Linked DNA regions of Pan troglodytes: region 2 is linked to region 1. Evidence: chromatin contacts called from public capture Hi-C data. All regions are on one chromosome and are shown on one strand. Each heading gives the region's core, a stretch centred on a gene start, on an enhancer-like site or on the middle of the called end of the contact. The rest is flanking DNA. Distances are from core to core; before and after follow the strand shown. Region 1 overlaps TMEM266 (transmembrane protein 266). Region 2 overlaps SCAPER (S-phase cyclin A associated protein in the ER).

Region 1 (3,997 bases), core at 921-3,420:
GTGGATCCTCTTCTTCCAGAACTGAACACTTGGGCTGCGGTTCTGTCTTCACCCACAGAGGGGGACCAAGGGCCTTGGAGGGCAGAAGCCACATTTTACTGTCTCCCTGGTGCTTGGCATGGAGTTTGGCATATGCCAAGTGCCATTAGGCTGGACTGGACAGAAGACTATGGTTGGATCAGAGGCCTGTGGGACTTCCCAGCCTCCACCCCTACTCCAGGGAGCCATGGAGTCACCACACACTCAGCAGGAAGTCTCACTGCCCACCCTGGTTCCTCCTACAGAGAGACTGGGGGATCTGGGAGCGAAGGGGTGGCAGGGGAGGCAGACACAGATGTTTATGGCTGGGAATGGGCCACACTGTTGGCCTCACACAGGGCTGCCCACCTTCCATCTAAGAATAAGCCCCTGCCCCCGGGAGTTTGCTTTGATTCAGCCCTGAGGAGTCCTAGAGACACACAGGAAGAACCCACAAGGGACTGTGCTGTGCAGTCCGTGGAGGGGCAGGAAAGAATGGGCACAAACACAGGCTTCAGAACAAAACAGACCCAGGGCCAACCCGGCTCTGCAGGGCACATGCTGTGTGGCCTTAGGTAGATCCCTTAGCCACTCTGAGCTTCAGCTTCTTCATCCATAAAATGGGGATAGCAAATGCCTACTCTGCTGGTGAACTGGAAAGAGTCCCTGAGATCATGAATGTTTAGCCCGGGGCCATCCCTTGCCTCCCTGAACCCCTGGCTCCAAAGTCTCAGTGCTTTCTGTGGCAGCTGCTCTCTGCTGCCTGGCGCATTTCTTCCCAGGGTGTGAGCACTTTGCAAACCCAACCTGACTAATCCTCCTAAAGCCCGTCAAGTGCAGTGGTGCCAATGCTCATTATGTGGGTTTTACCCCTTGGGTGGAGCCCCCGACCTGCCCAGCGAGGAGGCAGAGGTGGAGAGAAAGGGTGGTGAGTCAGCTGGGCCAGGCTTCCTGGAGGTGGTGGGGACTGGCCAGGCTGCATGGACTGTGGTGTGGCAGAGGGGCATGGGGCACCAACCACATGCCCTGTGCAGACCCAGGCCCCAAAGCCCAGGGCAAGGCTCTGATTCCTGGTTTGGGCTCCTGCTCCTAAACTCCAACTTGCTCTTCCATGGCTTGGCAGCCCTCACCAAGGGAGGGCACTAATATTCACTGAGCGCCTACTGTATACAAGGGATGAGAGCTGTGCATATGACTAAATGTTCAATCCTTCTCAGTGAAGAACTTCTACACCTGTTTCATTTTGAAAACACTAAGACTGAGACAGGACCAGCTACATAATTTCTAGGTCCCTTGTTTAAAAGGTATTAAGAATTTCAAGAGGGTAACAGCAGAGCAGTGAACCAAAGTTAGGGCCCTGTGTGACCACACAGGTCATGCATCCATGAAGCCAGCCCTGATCACAGAAGTAACTTGCTCAAAGCCCAGTTGAAATTCAAACCCAGACCTCAGTTCTAAACCCATGTCCCTCCGGTTGCTTCAAATGCTACTTTGCCTGAGGCTCTTTCAGATCTAGTCCTACAGCCCTGGGGTTCCTGGGGTCCCCAGTGTCGCGGTCAGGCCCACACATTTAGAGGCCAGTGGAAAGCCTTGCCTTCATGATCAGCCAGGCCCGCTCCTCTCCAAGGACAAGCACTGGTGCCAGCTCAGCTCCCTCCCCTGGGGCTGCCCGGCAGAGGCAGGCACAGAGCAGGCTGGCCACATGCACCCCTGCGGCAGTGTCTCTGGATACTGCAGCAGCGTGGGGGACGCGAAGGTTCCCTGTGATATATGGTGAAATCCGTGGCACTCCCACCAGGGGCTGTAATTCATAAGTTATGGGCGAGCTTCAAGACTAATAAATTTGGGAGAGAAGTATTAATGACTACACAGGGGCACTGTGAACTTGGCAGGCCCCAAAGCCTGGAACTCTGCAGCCTAGGTTTTAAAAATGATTTGTGCTACAGCAAGTCTAAACAGAAGCTGCTTGGCGTTGTCTGACTGTGACCTGCTGGCAACTGTTGAGACTGTGGAGCTGCTTCCTCCTCATGGCTGGGGCTGGCACCCCGCCCTCCTGGGCTGCCCTCCCCCACCCTGCAAAACACACGGCCCTCCCGAGGCTCTGTGACTCACAGCTCATGTCTGTAGGTTAATCCCTGGATTGTCTGTGTCCTGTGCATGAGGTGGGCCTCAGAGCCTCGCTGGCCTGAAGGTCACAGTTAGCAACAAGCACTGCCCTTACTTCATCTCCAGAGTAGCCTACAGTGCTCTCAGCTTGTCCAGCCATAATTTCTAATGTCATGAAAATCCCTCCCTGGACACAGTTCCTGGTCAAGGAGAGATCAGCTGGGGGATGCCCTGTGTCCCTGGACCATGCGAGGCTGTGAATCATGCGTGTTCCTCGCCAGCCCTGTGTTCTGCCCTTTGCCTTGGAGGCATTGGCTTTGCTGTTGATGCTCTGGGGCTGGCTGTGAAACAATGTGCCTAGGCTGGGGCAGGCAGTATCCACAGAGCCGGGAGGTACCCAGGAGACACCCCAGAAGAAGCAGGGAAGAGTGGGCAGGGGGATCCCAGGGCTGGACAGAGAAGCATCTGCACCTGCTCCCAGGGTGTGTGTCTGGCACCTCTATGGGAGGCCTGGGCCTGCCCTATCCAGATATCCCCTACCTTAGTTTCCAGGAGGGTTAGCAGGGACACTGCAGACCCCGTGACATCCTGCTGGTGACACATAGCCTATCAGTTTCCCCCAAGTGGCCTTCGACTCTGACCTGCTTTCTCCCTTCTGCCCCTGCCTCCTCCTCCTCCTCCTGGAAGTTGCCCACTATGGGGGCTGCAGAGAGAGGAGGAGCAGGAGGGCCAGGCAGGACTGAAAGCTTCAGAGCACTCCTAGAATGTGCACGAGTATTTTAAAGGCTTGGTTTCTTTGTGGAACCTCCAAGCCCAGATCTTGGCTCCCCTGTGGGCTCAAATGTGGCATCTGGCATTCAGGGTCTTATAGGTCATTGGCTGAGGGACAACAAGGGCTGTGCTGTTAGCTCTAAAGCCAATGACCCTGATGAGAGAGACAGAGGAGGTGCTGCGGAGAGCGGCTGTACCGGGAGTGCTTAGACCTGCAGAAAGAACAACACGGGGCAGGCCCAAGCCCCAGGTGAGTTGAGGTGCAGCCTCAAGATGGGCTGTGGGCAGAGCCAGGAGGCTGTCACAGAGGAAGATCCTGAAATGGGCTGAGATGGTAAATCCGCTCCTTTCATCCTTAGGAAGCCAGGCGAAGTGGGCAAAAGTTGCTCCCACCTTCCAGAAGAACTTTCAAAAAGAATAAGAAGGTGGATTCCACAAGCACAAGCCTAGGGGCTGAAAGCCAAGAGTGGGGTTTATGGGGTGGACTACTGCTGACTGGCCTCAGCTCCCAGAGAAGACGCAGGGCTCCACACCAGAACAAGTGATGTCAGACAGCCTTATTTTGTTCTTTGATCAGTTACCGGCTTGAAGATTACATTCAATGCAACAAACTCTATGGAGACCTGACTGAGGCAGGCCCTGAAGTAAGTTTAGAGGGGAGACACACATAAACGCTCCTGGCAGTGGGGCAGGATCCGGACCTGGGAGTCGGTGTAAGGTTGCCAGGGAAGGGTGTGGAGATCTGGGAGCTTACTCTAAGATGGGTTCTAAGCATGAAGAGAAGTCTGGTAGGCAGGTTGGGCCATCCCATGAACAGCATGCAGAGACTCAGAAACCGTACAGAACATTTACAGAACTAAAGGTTGTTCCATTCCTCCAGAATGAAAGGCAAGCTGGGGTGGAAGGAGATAAGGCTGGGGAAGCAGCCCGGGGCAAGATCGTCAGGGGTCTTATGTGCCTGCCCCCTCTTAAGGGTTGAATGGGTACCCCCTCTTCATTCACATGTTGAAGCCGTAACCCCGAGTACCTCAGAATGTGGTCTTACTTGGAAAGAAAGCGGTTGCAGATGTCATTAGTTAAGATGAGGTCCTTATATGACTGG
Region 2 (3,717 bases), core at 630-3,129, 690 kb before region 1:
ATCTGAATGATGTCTTTTATAGTTATTTTCTTCTTGATCCATTTAGTTGCCAGGTCTGTTTGGTCTCCTTTAATCTGGAACAGTTCTTCAGCCTTTCTCTTTCTTGACTTTGCCATTTTTGAAGACTACAGAATAGATATTTTGAAGGATGTCTTCTCAATTTAGGTGATGTTTCATCATGATTAGATTCAGGTTTTGCATTTTAGGCAGAATATCACACGAATGACGATGTGTCCTTCTCAGTACATCACTTTAGGAGGTATATGATGTGAATTCATCCTGCTTGTTAACTTTGATTACTTTGTTAATGTAATGTAGTGTCAAGCTTTTCTACTTTAAAGTTTCTGTTTTCTCTTTTGATATTAGTAAGCAATTTGTGGAGAAGCACTTCGAGGCTGTGTAAATATACAGTACCTTATCAAACTGTCACTTACTAGTTTTAGAATCCATTAATGATTTCCTTGTTAGTTAAAGATCTGTGAGGAAAATGCTTACATTCTCTTGTTATCTGGACTCTGATTTTTAATTTTATTTAATGTAATCTAACATAATCATTATTTATTTTGATACTCAGATTGTCCCATATTAGCCAGTGGGAGACTTTAAGCTGGCTCTTGGATTTTTTTTTTTTTTTTTTTTTTAAGACAGGGTCTCTGTCACCCAGGCAAGAGTGCAGTGGCGTAATTACAGCTCACTGCTGCCTCGACTTCCTGGGCTCAAGCCAGCCTCCTGCCTCAGTCTCCTGAGTAGCTGGGCCAATTTTTTAAATTTTTTGTAGAGATGGGGGTCTCCCTATGTTTCCCAGGCTGGTCTTGAACTCCTGGACTCAAGCAATCCTCCCGCTTCGGCTTCCCAGAGTGTTGGGATTACAGTTGTGAGCCAGTGTACCCAGCCAAGTCTATTTGGTATGTCCATATTATTCTTTGAGCATTTCTATACTTTCTAGTGTAACAAGCTGCTGTAGGTTCAGCTCGTAATTTCCCTGTTTTATTCTTTTTCTCACCTTATTACACAGGCTAGGACTTTCAATATAATATTGAATGGAAGTAGTGATAGTAGTAGGCATCCTTGTCTTTTTCAGTTTTATACCATTATATATGATGTTTGCTGTAGTTTGCTAAGAATTTAAAAGTTATAAATAAATACTGAAATTTATTACATGCTTTTCTTTCCATCTGTTGATGTGAACACAAGGCTTTTCTCCTTTATGTTGTTAATAAATATAAATTTATTAACAGATTAATAAATTCTGTGAATTATATTCATTGATTTGAAAATGTTAAATCAGCCTAGTATTCCTGAAATAAACCCAACTTGGTGGTGTTCTCATATCTGAATTCAATTTGCAAGTACGTTTATGTTTATACATACATGTATAAATGTGTGTGTATTTTTTTTTTTTTTTTTTTTGCTTTTGTTTTGAGGCAGAGCCCTACTCTGTTGCCCAGGCTGGAGTGCAGTAGCACGATCTTGAGAGGTGACAGCGTGCTGGCAGCCCTCGCAGCCCTCGCTCACTCTTGGTGCCTCCTCGGCCTCGACGTCCGCTCTGGCCATGCTCGGGGAGTCCTTCAGCCCGCCACTGAGCTGTGAGGGCCCCTCTCTGGGCTGGTTGAGGCCAGAGCCGGCTCCCTCAGCTTGCCGGGAGGTGTGGAGGGAGAGGCGCGAGCGGGAACCAGGGCTGCGCGTGGCGCTTGCGGGCCAGCTAGAGTTCCTGATGGGCGTGGGCTTGGCGGGCCCCCGTACTCGGAGTGGCCCCGGGCAGTGAGGGGCTTAGCACCTGGGCCAGCAGCTGGGAGGGTGCGCTGGGTCCCCCAGCAGTGCCGGCCGACTGGCGCTGCACTCGATTTCTCGCTGGGCCTTTGCTGCCTCCCAGCGGGGCAGGGCTCGGGACCTGCAGCCCGCCATGCCTGAGCCTGACCCCGCCCCCCACCGTGGGCTCCTGCGCGGCCCGAGCCTCCTCGGCCAGCGCCGCCTCCTGCTCTTTCGCTCTTTGCAGTAAATCTTGCTGCTGCACACTCTTTGGGTCCACACTGCCTTTATGAGCTGTGACATTCACCGCAAAGTTCTGCAGCTTCACTCCTGAGCCAGCGAGACCACGAACCCACCAGAAGGAAGAAACTCCCAACACATCCGAACATCAGAAGGAACAAACTCCGGACACGCTGTCTTTAAGAACTGTAACACTCAGGGCAACGGTCTGCGGCTTCATTCTTGAAGTCAGTGAGACCAAGAACCCACCAATTCTGGACACAGTCTCAGCTCACTGCAACCCTCGCCTCCCAGGTTCAAGCGATTCTCATGCCTCAGCCTCCTGAGTAGCTGGAATTACAGGCGCATACCACCACGCCAGCTAAGTTTTGTATTTTTAGCAGAGATGGGGTTTTGCCATATTGGCCAGGGTGGTCTTGAGCTCCTGACCTCAAGTGATCCGCCTACTTTGGCCTGCCAAAGTTTTTCTGGGATTACAGGCATGAGCCACCACGCCTGGCCTACGTTTGTGTGCTTATACACATACATATATATGATTTTCACATCTTTTCTCTTAAAAGACATTAAATTATAATTTATGTTTCTTGTATGGTCCTATCGGGTTCTGATATCAGAGTTTTTCAGGCCTCATAAAATGTGTTTTTTCTTCTTTATTCTCTAGAAAATTTAATGTAATTTGTTGCTTAAATGATTAGGATAATTTACCAGTGAAACCCATCTGGTCATAGATTTTCTTTTGTGGGATTCAATTTCTTCAGTAACTATTCAGATTTTCTGTTTTCTTTTATGCCAAGGTTTGGTAAGTTATGTTTTTCAACGGACTTGTCTGTTTCAAAGAGATTTACAAATTCATTGCTACAATGTTACTTAATTATTATTATTATTTTTTTGAGAGGCAGAGTCTCACTCTGTCACACCCAGGCTGGAGTGTAGTGGCATGATGATCATAGCTCACTGAAACCTTGAACTCCTGGGCTCCAGTGATCCTCCTGCCTTAGCCTCCTGAGTAGCTGGGACTAGAGGTGGTGCCACCATGCCTGGCTATTTGTTTTTTATTTTTATTTTTAGTAGAGAGAGGTCTTGCTATGTTGTCCAGTCTGGTCTTGAACTCTTGGTCTCAAGCAGTCCTCCTGCCTTGGCCTCCCCAAGTGCTGGGATTACAGGTGTGAGCCACGGTGACTGACCGGATATAATTTTATTTATAATATCCTTTTGTTATCTTTTTGATGTGTGGAGGTTTCTAGGATCTGTAGTGATCTTTCTTTTTAATTCCTAATACTATTTTTGCCTGCTCTTGTTTTTACTTGATCCCTCTTGCCAAGGAATATATACATTTCATTAGTGTTTTTAAATAACTCACTTTTGTTTTTTTAAATTTTTCTGTATCACATGTTGGTCTTGTATTATATTGATTTTTTGCTGTTTATTACTTCCTTTCTTGGGATTTAATATGGTGCTCTTTTACTAACTTCTTGAAATAGAGACTTAGATAATTTATTTTTAGCCTGTTTTCTTTCTTACATATCCTTTAAAACTATGCAGTTTCTTTTAAGCTGCATCTTGTAAATGTTAACCTGCCATCATTTTATCATTTAACTAAAAATACAATTTCCATTGTGATTTTTTTCCTTGATCCCCGAGTTATTTAGAAATGTATTGGTTGTATTAGAAATGTAGCTCATGCCTGTAATCCCAGCAATTTGGGAGGACGAGGCAGATGGATCACTT

Evidence for each region. Capture Hi-C pulls out chosen DNA fragments and counts their contacts.
Region 2: a capture Hi-C map of stem cell-derived neural stem cells shows a contact between it and region 1, with 4 times the contacts expected there. The contact joins two enhancer-like sites. A contact is called at or near these places in 2 of 7 Hi-C or Micro-C datasets (induced pluripotent stem cells and stem cell-derived neural progenitor cells) and 1 of 1 other capture datasets (stem cell-derived neural stem cells).

Annotation. Positions count from the first base shown.
Region 1 is chr16:68,126,419-68,130,415 of NHGRI_mPanTro3-v2.0_pri, reverse strand. All of the region lies in intron 9 of TMEM266 (transmembrane protein 266), which reads right to left. Among named protein-coding and RNA genes, the nearest start is that of ETFA, 120 kb to the left of the region's middle. Within about 2 kb of position 2,170, at least 4 of the 24 cell types and tissues checked have an H3K27ac peak or open chromatin away from gene starts, as enhancers often do. A contact at or near this core is called in stem cell-derived neural stem cells, where this site is marked.
Region 2 is chr16:68,818,348-68,822,064 of NHGRI_mPanTro3-v2.0_pri, reverse strand. The region is part of intron 2 of SCAPER (S-phase cyclin A associated protein in the ER); the gene reads left to right. Among named protein-coding and RNA genes, the nearest start is that of SCAPER, 30 kb to the left of the region's middle. Within about 2 kb of position 1,879, at least 3 of the 24 cell types and tissues checked have an H3K27ac peak or open chromatin away from gene starts, as enhancers often do. A contact at or near this core is called in stem cell-derived neural stem cells, where this site is marked.